Regions from separate parts of the Mus musculus genome. Here region 1 is linked to region 2. A link is a contact called in public Hi-C data. All regions are on one chromosome and are shown on one strand. Each heading gives the region's core, a stretch centred on a gene start, on an enhancer-like site or on the middle of the called end of the contact. The rest is flanking DNA. Distances are from core to core; before and after follow the strand shown. Region 1 holds the start of Efcab6 (EF-hand calcium binding domain 6). Region 2 holds the start of Samm50 (SAMM50 sorting and assembly machinery component).

Region 1 (5,265 bases), core at 2,366-4,865, 130 kb before region 2:
GACAAGGTGGCAGCTTAAGCTAGCTAGGACACAGTATTTTTTTCTTGTGATGATTTATATGGCTTAGCTGAGTGTGGGTAGGTGTTCACACATCATCCAAAGCCTGCCTGGAGTTCAGGTATGAAAGTGGACACCTGCTTGCCAAGAACACAGGTTCTACTATCATACACTATAGGAGAAAAGACACACTCTGCTACTTCTCAACTTTGTGAAGTGCCTTAACCTGGCTCGCCCACTATAGATTTCATAGCTGAGAACTGAGGAGTAAATTTAAAAGGTATATGAGGACCAATAAGATAGCTTATTGGATAGAGACACTTGCCACGAAGCCTGACAACTTGGATTTGATCTCTGGGATTCACGTGGTGGAAGGAGAAAAGTGACTTGTGCAAGGTGTCCTCTGATTACTATGTGTGCTTGCACTAACATTCTCTCTCTCTCTCTCTCTCTCTCTCTCTCTCTCTCTCTCTCTCTCACACACACACACACACACACACACACAAATACACACATCCTCCACCACCACCACCACCACCGCCAACAACAACAACAACTGAATCTAATAACACTTTAAAATCTATCTCAGGTCCTCAGGGATGCCTGACACAGCAAGTGCTCAGTGCCCCCTATGGGAGCAGAGATCAAATCACAGACAACAAATGGTATCTGAAACCAGATAAAACAGAACAGCAGTAAGGGTCCAAACCTAGGACAGAACAAAGTGGAACTGAAGCGTGTGCATTGAGAGGGTCCTGTAGTGGAAGCAATGCATGCTGCCGGGGTCCTGAGAGTCACAGGTCTAGCCACCACCATGGGGTTCAAAAAACACACCCCTTCCCTTCTCAAGTTCTCTTCCTAAAGAGCATCCTAAAGAATACTATACAAAAAGTGAGTTAATGCTTTAATATATTATGGGAACCACACGTGTATCACCCTGCGGACCCACACAAAGTTTTTTTTCTTCTTTTTTTTTTCTTTTACAGGGTTTCTCTGTATAGCTCTGGCTGTCGTAGAACTCACTCTGTAGACCAGGCTGGCCTCGAACTCAGGAATCCACCTGCCTCTGCCTCCCGAGTGTTGGAATTAAAGGCGTGTGCCACCACACCCGGCTCAAAGGTTTTTTTTATACATGCATACTTTACAAAAGAAATTACATGAAGTATGTTAAGGGAAAAGGTGGCTGTTGGTGTCTTTTCTCCCAGTTACATCATCTACCGTCTATGGCTTACCTGTCAGTCCTGGCAGGGGGAGGAGCCATCAGGAAGTCACCCTGTGACTCTAAGCATCTATGACAGTGGTTCTCAACCTTCCTAATGCTGTGACCCTTTAATATAGTCCCTCATGTCGTGGTGACCCCAAACCAAAAAAACTATTTCATTGCTACTTCATAATTATAATTTTGCTACTGTTATGAGTCATAAGGTAAATATCTTAGGGTTTCTATTGCTGCCATGAAACACCATAACCAAAAAGCATGCTGGGGAGGAAAGGGTTTATTTGGCTTATACTTTCACCACAGAAGGAAGTCAGGACAGGAACTCAAGCAGGGCAGGGACCTGGAGGCAGGAGTTTATGTAAAAGTCATGGAGGAGTGCTGCTGTGATGGTTTATATTCTTGCACCAGGGAGTGGCACCATTTGGAGGTGTGGCCTTGTTGGAATAGGTGTGACCTGGTTGGAGTAGGTGTGTCACTGTGGGTGTGGGCTTAATACTCTCACCCTAGGTGCCTGGAAGTCAGTCTTCTACTAGCAGCCTTTGGAAGAAGATGTAGAAATCTTAGCTCTGCCTGTGCCATGACAGCCTGGATGATGCCATGCTCTCACCTTGATGATAATGGACTGAACCTCTGAACCTGTAAGCCAGCCCCAATTAAATGTTGTTTTCTAAATAAGACTTGCTTTGGTCATGGTGTCTGTTCACAGCAGTTAAACCCTAACTAAGACAGCTGCTTACTGGCTTGCTTCTCCTGGCTTGTTCAGATTGCTTCCTTATAGAACCCAGGACCACCAGCCCAGAGATGGCCCCACCCACTCTGGGCTGAGCCTTCCTGCCTCTGATCGAAAATTAAGAAAATGCCCTACAGCTAGCTGTCATGGGGGCCTTTCCTCAACTGAAGCACCTTCCTCTCTTGACGATTCTAACTTGTGTCAAGTTGACCCACAACCAGCCTGGATAATATCTATATGCAGAGTATCTGATATGCAACCCCCGGGTTGAGAACCCTTGCTCTATGAGCTTGCTACAGACCAATGAGGTAGCTTTATTAGAGTAATTACTTCATTAGCATCAAGTGGCTGAACAGGTCTGCAGAACTGGTTCTATTTGGGGGTGCTGATTAGCTGTCAGGGTCACAGCATAGGTGCTCAACTTCTGTATGGCTGGAAATGGGTGGGGGACACAGAATACAAAGTAGAAGTGCAAATAAAATTAGCATGCAAGATAACAAATATAAGGTAAGCTTTGTGGGTTTCTTCATTTTGAGACAGGGTTTCAGGTAGCTCAGGCTATAACTTGAGATCCTCCTGCCTCGGTCTCTCAAATTCTGGGATTGCATGTGTACACCACCATGTCCAGCTTCAGTAAGCATTTCTTCTAAATTAAAAAAAAAATTCCTACCTTAAACCAAGCACGAAAATGAACGTAAATAAAGCCAACACACAGATGACTCCAGTGAATTCTTTTTCCTCCCATTCATAGGCTGGACAGAAAACACCCATTCACATACACCCAAGGAGCCAACGGCAGGTTCGTTTTCCACTCCCTGGAGCTTAGGCAAAGAAATGTTTATTGAACTGAAGGCAACGGATTAAAGACCAAAATGAAGTGTGGTTTGTAAAGATAGGATTTATTTACCGTATTTCTCTAAGTTCACTATTCAAGGATAGATACAATTTAAGAGAAATAGGTGTTTTCCCCAGGGTGATATAGAAGCCCTTTGGAAGAGGCAGACTTGTGGAAAGTAAATATTTTCAGGAGGAGGAAGGTCATTTCTGTGAGGTTAAGGCCAGCCTGGTCTACACAGCAAGTTTTAGGCTACCCAGGGCTACATAGTGAGACCTTCTAAAAATAAATAAAACAAAACTTTTTTTTTTTTTTTAGGAGGGAAAGAAAAGGGAGTGGAAGGGTGAACTGGGGGGCCAGCCTTCAGCCTGAAAGCTTAGAACATTTCACGAAGTGCTTTCTTTCATATGGAATGTGGGCAATGGGGTTAACTGATATAGAACATGGCTGTGGAAGGCAGCGTTTGCCTGGAAGCAGAGTGAGGCGGTTCTGCCTTTGCTACTTGCTACTTGTGTGGTTAACAGGTCTTTCACCCAAGTCCTCCTCAGGACTAAGCAGAGAACGTTGTGTTCAGGATCTAGGTGGGGCGCAAATGAGCAGGGTAAGGAACGCTGCAAGCCAGGAGAAATCGGAGACCGAACCTCCCGCGGGGCCCGCCGCCCGCGCGCTCCCCCGCGCCCCTCGTTTCGCTCCTCACAGCCCCGCACTGCCCTGGTCCTCCGGGCCCCGCGCGCTCCCCCTCCTTACCCGGCTTGGTGGTCACCAACTCAGCCGCCAACTCTCCTGCTGCAGACCTGGCCGCTGGGTCCCAGAAGCAGGCATGAGCCAAGTCTTCAGGACGCTGTTGCCCCAGCAACCAGGGTACGTCCCAGGTGGATGGTAAATCCCCGCCCCCGACAAGTAGAGGAGTTGCGATTGGCCAAGGAGGCGGAGCCAGACAAGATTCGGGCCTAGGAAGGACTTCCTCCGGAAATGCTGTCCCTGGGAGAGGTGTGGGGTGTATCCCTCTTTTCTGTTTTTATTGTTATTATGTTGGATTTCTTTGTGATTGAAGCCGTGTCCCATGGACCTGCCCCACCTCTGAGAAGCAGAGTTATTTATCTTTACATTCTTATAGCAAAATATTCTTGTGTTCTTTTTCTTGTATAATTGCTATATTCATCAGAATTATATAAGCCTATTTACATATGCATATATAATCTGTGTGCGAATATGCACTTACTCAAATACATTATCGTCTCAAAAATAGTTATGTTGCAATTAAAAATAAGAAAGTAATGTTTAATTTTGCCCTCAAAAGATTACATTTATGTGTTTGAGTATGTGTCTGCCTGTGTGTTATGTGTACCGTGTGCATGCAATGCCCACAGAGGCCAGGTGAGGGCGCTAGAGTTACAGGTGGTTGTGGGCTGCCATGTGGGTGCTGGGAATCAAGCTGGGTCCTCTGCAGGAGCAGCAAGTGCTCTGAAGCACTGAACCATCTCTCTAGCCCTTGTGGATAATGAATCCAGCTTCCCCATGCCATACTTTCTGAGTGCTAGCTGGATGTCTGGTGAGCAAGATTAACTTAGAATTAGCATGTCTGGCAGAGGCCTATTTGTCTACTGTAGGGCATGACTCTACAAACACAAGACCTGCTTGCTTTGCCTACCACTATCTTTGGACTCCACCTTGTGCCAGTACATGGCATGGTATACAACCATAAGGCCCTCACAAATAAATTAGTACCAAGAGTACCCTAGACCTAGTCATCACGAGGGATGACAGTACTGATGTCATCAGTAATGGTCCTTCTCCCTGGCTCTGTGGAGTTCCCTTCTTAAGACACTGTCAGAGTTTGTATTCCTACACAAAACATCATGTCCAAGATGGGGAAGAGAGAGAGTTTATTCAGCTTACACTTCCACATTGCTGTTCATCACCAAAGGAAGTCAGATCAAGAACTCACACTGGGCAGGAACTTGGAGGCAGGAGCTGATGCAGAGGCCATGGAGGAATGCTGCTTACAGACTTGCCTCCCCTGGCCTGCTCAGCTTGCTTTCTTACAGAACCCAGGGATGGCACCACCCACAATGGGCCCTCCTCCCACCCTTGATCAATAATTGAGAAAATGCCTTACAGCTGGATTTCCTCGAGGGAGGCTCCTTTCTCTGTGATAACTCCAGCTTGTGTCAAGTTGGCACACAAAACCAGCCAGTACAGACAGACACCCGTGTAAGTACTTTATGTCTAGTTCAGTCTGCTCCACAGGACGCTGATGAGATAGGTCCAGTGGAAACACACACACACGATATTTTGTCCAAGGATTCACAGCTGATCAAGTCAGGTCCAGAACGAGAATCCACAGACCTGAGTCCACAGGCCCCACTTACAGACTTCCTGACTTCTTATTTGGAGAGGAAGTCACAGCCTCATGGGTAAGATACCCAGCACATATCTTTGCCAGCAGGTGAATTAATGAGTACTGTGCCCTATGCTGCACAA
Region 2 (4,939 bases), core at 1,924-4,423:
GTTCAAGGTCTTCCTTGGCTATTTAGGGAGTTGGAGGTTAGCTCTGGCTACATGAGACCCTGTCTCAAAAAAAAAAAAAAAAAAAAGTAGAAACTTCTGCCTTGCTTTGAGCTGCCCCTTTCTGGACGTTTCTCATCAGTAGAGAATATTCCTGCCACCCTATCAGACAAAACTCCCACTGGTTTGGAGTCTCTCCATTCTCAGGAACACCTCAGGAGTCAGACAGTGAGCAGCAGGGAGCAATGTCTTGACTTGTAAGCCCCTTAGCAAGGCTGGTTCATTTGTTTATTAAAAGCAGGTGTGGGTGAATTTATGCAAATGAGTATGCAAACTAGTGGAACAGCAGAAGGATTGAATGGATACACCAAAAATAACCACAACTGTTTAAGGGAAAAGGGTCCATAATAAATGTGGGGAACAAAAAACAAATAAATGTGATTTTTTTTAGAAAAATGTATTCTCTGTCTCTTCTGCCTCTCCTACAACTAAAAGGGCCTGTGGGACAGCTTCCTCTATAAGTTTGTGTTCTTCCCTGTAGGCGTGCAGGCTGAATGTCCTCCACACTGCAAAATGACTGGGTTGGTGCTGTATAGCCCCGGCTGGTCTGGAACTATGTAGTTCAGGCTCACCTGCTTTTTCCATTCTCCTGCCTCAGCCTTCCCAGTACCATGTTCACACACAACCACATCAGCTTGGAATGTGCATTTCTAGGAAGCGTTGGGAAAGGACAATGGCATAGTCTCCAGAACCACTGAGGGAAAAGTCTGGAGCAAATAACTGTGACAAAGGGCTGGGTGCGCATGTGACTCTCTCTGGCCACAGGTGAGGCCAGCCCTGAAGATGACAGGAGCACTCAGGCATCCAACACACAGGGATAACCCGAACACAAGCTTGGATCATGGGCAGTGTTCAAGGCTTCAATTTTCCCCAGTGTAACACCAACAAGGGGGTAGGGCAGGGATCGTTTACTGATGAAGAACTACACTTCCCAGCTTCCCCTCTGATGGACTACATTTCCCAGTCTCCTCTTGTGAACTAGTAAGTCATTTCTACCTCTATAGAGGGCTTCTCCTGTGGCCATTTTGGCCACCTGCATGTGTGGGTGACAAAACGCTCCCTCATTGTTAATAAACATGATCCTACCTAAGGTCAGACCAAGGCTTGCTCTGTCTTCTCTCCCTCTACAACTGCTTTTTAAATAATCTAACAGGGAGAACATATGAGGGCTAAAGGTATGTTTTAAGTTTAAATTACTGTGCTTAAGAGACCTATATAAAAAAAAAGCCTCTAACCTGTAAGTCCCACTTGGCCCAGGACAGATAACTTCCTGGATTGCTGGAGGCTGTTGTCCACGTAAGATAACTTCTGCAAACAAGCTTGGTGGCCCCAACTGCACAGGATGTGATGACCACATATAGGTGAGAGGTATACTTGCCTCCAGTGGATGAAGGCAGAAAGTACATAGCCTTGTGGGCTTTGCCTTTGTAAGCAATTTGATGCCATAGTCTGGGAATTCTGGGTATGGACCTAGCTAGTGTCTATTGTCCTGGCCATTATTTATTAAAGCTCACTTCAAATTTGTCTCAAAAATTGTGACAATGGTCCTATTCCTGACCAGTGGCACTAACAGACATTGTATGTGCATGATGGGAGAATGATTCTGGGCCCTTAGGGCTTTTTTGTTTTGTTTGCTTGAGACAGGGTCTCTCTGTGTAGCCCAGGCTGTGCTGGGGCCATCTATGTAGACCAGGCTGCCCTCACCCAGCTCTGTCTTTGGGAAGGAAAGTAGCTAAGTACCCTAGATTGCGTTAGGATAGGAACATAGCAATTATTCATGAATCCCTGCATGGTGTCAGGCTCAGATTCACGGGAACATGGGCCCCATCTTTGCAGATGCTTAACGAGAAAAAGGTCAGGAGTGTCCCGGAAGGAGGGGATGGAAAAGGAAGCTAGGCTTCAGTGGTCAAGTGCAGTGGTGTCAGGTTGACTGCAGGTCAGAGGACAGGAACCCCACTCTATCTTTAGTAAACTGCAGTTCAGAGCTACCAGTGGCTTTTATTACATTATTCTTTTGAGGCACAGTAACTGTTTCTGCTACCAAAACACAAACGCACAGCTGTCTTTTTTGTTTATGTAACCGTCCTCACCTGAACACTCAAGAGAGCTCCATTCATCTTTTAAAAAATATGAATCTGGGGCTGGTGAGATGGCTGAACGGTTAAGCGTGTCAACTGCTCTTCCAAAGGTCCTGAGTTCAAATCCCAGCAACCACATGGTGGCTTACAACCATCCGTAACGAAATCTGATGCTCTCTTCTGGAGTGTCTGAAGACAGCTACAGTGTACTTACATATAATAAATAAATAAGTATTTTTTAAAAATATGAATGTGGGTGGTGGTGGTCCATGCACCTTTAATTCCAGCACTTGGAGGCCAGGGGCAGATGGAGCTCAGTGAGTTCGAGGCCAGCCTGGTCTACAGAGCAAGTTCCAGGACACTCGGGCCTACACAGGAAAAACCTTTAAATGAAATATAATGTCGCCAGGCAGTGGTGGCGCACGCCTTTAATCCTAGCACTTGGGAGACAGGCAGGCGGATTTCTGAGTTCGAGGCCAGCCTGGTCTACAGAGTGAGTTCCAGGACAGCCAGGGCTACACAGAGAAACCCTGTCTCATAAATAAGTAAATACATAAATTAAATGTCATACACATTTCTGAGGAGTCTGGGAAGGCGAAATTTATTCACTTCTGAGAGTCTGTTCGCTCCTAACACCATGTGGGTCTGCAGGATTGAACCAAGCTGTCAGGCTTGGAGGCAAGTATCTTTACATACCGAACTCTCTTTAAAGACGCCTCCACCCCATCCTCAGCCCAGACCCTTTTTACTGGACCCGTCGGTTCCCGGAGCACACACTCTGTCTTCCTTGCGCCCTTCTGCTCACACCTTAGAAGTGGAACTGAGGCTCCAAGGACTAGACCGGGGTAAGCCCCCATACAACGAGGAGCTCAGCTCCGTTGCCTTTTCACGGGACCAGCTCTGCCCATAACCGCAGCTTTCTGGGCGTCACTGAACGCTCCACGCTTGCACTGGGCTTCCTGGCGTTCTTGTGAACATCCGGGTCACTCTCTCATACGGACCAATGAGCGGAGGGTCTTGAGTCAGGGGGCGGACCCTAGGTGGTACAACATGGCGGCGCTCGGCACGCAGCTTCCGTGACCTGTAGCCGAGCCTCTTGTGTTTGTAGCTGAGTTTGGTTGGGCGCGGGCACCGCCTTGGGGCAGCAGCCGGAGAGGGAGCCATGGGGACAGTGCACGCCCGGGTGAGAGGCCCCCGCGGCGGCTGGGCGGGACACGCGCGCCTGGGGCAAGGGCGGCAGCGAGGGTGTGGGAGCTGCTTTGGGCCGGAGGCTGTCTGTCGCGGTCGGGAGGGCAGTGGTGACTTGCCCAAGGTCATTCAGCGGAATTTCCCCAGGTGACCTTACAGCACCAAGGCTTGGAAGAAGGGTTTGTCAGAAGACAAGACACAACAAGTTATTTTGCAGCCTTGTTTTACAGTTTCCAGTTACTATTATGTGCACCAGTGTGTGCGCGCGCGCGCGTGTGTGTGTGTGTGTGTGTGTGTGTGCGCGCGCACTTTGTGTGCATAGCCCGTGGAGGCCAGAAGGGGGCAATTGATCCCCTGAAACTGTAGTTCCAGAGAGTTGTGAGCCTCCTTATAGGTGTCAGGAACCACTCTGGTCCTCTGCAAGAGCAGTACCTGCTGAACCCATCGCTCCAACCCAGCACTATTGCTTAAAAAGGGGTGTGTGTGTGTGTGTGTGTGTGTGTGCATGCATGTGGAGGTCAGAAGACAACAGCTGGAGTCAGTTTTCTCCTACTTTGTGGTGTGGAAACTGGGGAATGGAACTCTGGTGATTAGGCCCTAAGGGGCGAGTGCCTGTGCCTGCCGATCTGTCCTCACTTTTGAGTTGGCTTTCATTGAGTTGGCAACCTGGAATTGGGCAGAATGAGCTCCCTCCCCATAAATGGGCAGAGCAAACTATAGAAGACCCTTGTGCTGTCTCAGCATCTCCTCCATCCCTATTTCTGACTTTGGCTTTGTAGCCCAGGCTAGCCTCATATTAGTAGTCTTGTCTAAGCTTCTGACGAGCATGTGTCAGTATCTCGGGCAAGCACTCACTGAGCTATATCCATAGATCTCTTCAACTATTTTCCTTCACTAGGCTGTCAGGGCCAGCCTGGAGCTCAGTCTGTAGTCCAGGCTGGCCTTGAATTTGGAATCCTTCATACCTTTGAGTAGCTGGGCTTATAGATCCAGTAGCTAGGCATGGCACTACACACCCTTAATCTCAGCACCCAGGAGGCAGATACAGTGAATTTGTTGTGAGTTCAAGTCCAGCCCTGTCTATGCAGTGAATTTTAGGCCAGCGAGAGCTATATAGTGAGGCCCTGTCTAAAAACAAAACAAAACAAACACTACGTAGTGAGAGAATCCCCATTGGTAAACAGGTCCTGGAGGATACTGAGCTGTGGCAGAAGTGTGAACCACAGTGACATCTGCCCTCCAGATTGTGGGGCTGGTGGCCTCTGGAGGACTTTGTGTCATGCTTTGCCATCTTAGGAGGGACCATTGGAACTTTTTAAATAATAGAATGCAGACTTTGCCCTTACAAAGCGGATTTGCCAACCGTTGGATTACACATGGATCCACATGCACATTCCTCCTCTGCCTGATGTTTTCATACTTGGCAGACGTTAATAGTGATTTAAGATTACTAACAGCAGGAACCCAATGAATAGTGACGTGAAATGATGTCTTGTCTGTCATCCTTGGTAAGTGCCCATATTAGCGTGGAACCATTGCCAGCCCGAGTACTAGGGCTCTAGGCATGCACCTGCCTTTTTCTTTTCCCCTCACTTAGTAAAAGAACAAAAGAAAAT

Evidence for each region. Hi-C and Micro-C count contacts between places; a contact is called where the count stands out from the background.
Region 1: a contact with region 2 is called in a Hi-C map of cerebellum, with 1.9 times the contacts expected there. The contact joins the promoter of Efcab6 here to the promoter of Samm50 in region 2. A contact is called at or near these places in 10 of 39 promoter capture datasets (the 3T3-L1 cell line, 3T3-L1-derived adipocytes, cranial neural crest and 6 more), 7 of 484 Hi-C or Micro-C datasets (the HL-1 cell line, the HPC-7 cell line, the N1E-115 cell line and 3 more), 2 of 115 datasets of contacts at active chromatin or transcription factors (embryonic forebrain and embryonic stem cells) and 1 of 9 other capture datasets (adipose tissue).

What each region holds. Positions count from the first base shown.
Region 1 is chr15:84,061,734-84,066,998 of GRCm38.p6, forward strand. Efcab6 (EF-hand calcium binding domain 6) reads right to left here and starts at 3,616. Exons shown (of 32, transcript NM_029946.4): 1 at 3,529-3,616.
Region 2 is chr15:84,189,067-84,194,005 of GRCm38.p6, forward strand. It overlaps Samm50 (SAMM50 sorting and assembly machinery component), which reads left to right and starts at 3,174. Exons shown (of 15, transcript NM_178614.5): 1 at 3,174-3,318. The coding sequence starts at 3,298. Pnpla3 (patatin-like phospholipase domain containing 3) reads left to right here. Exons shown (of 8, transcript NM_054088.3): 8 at 1-455.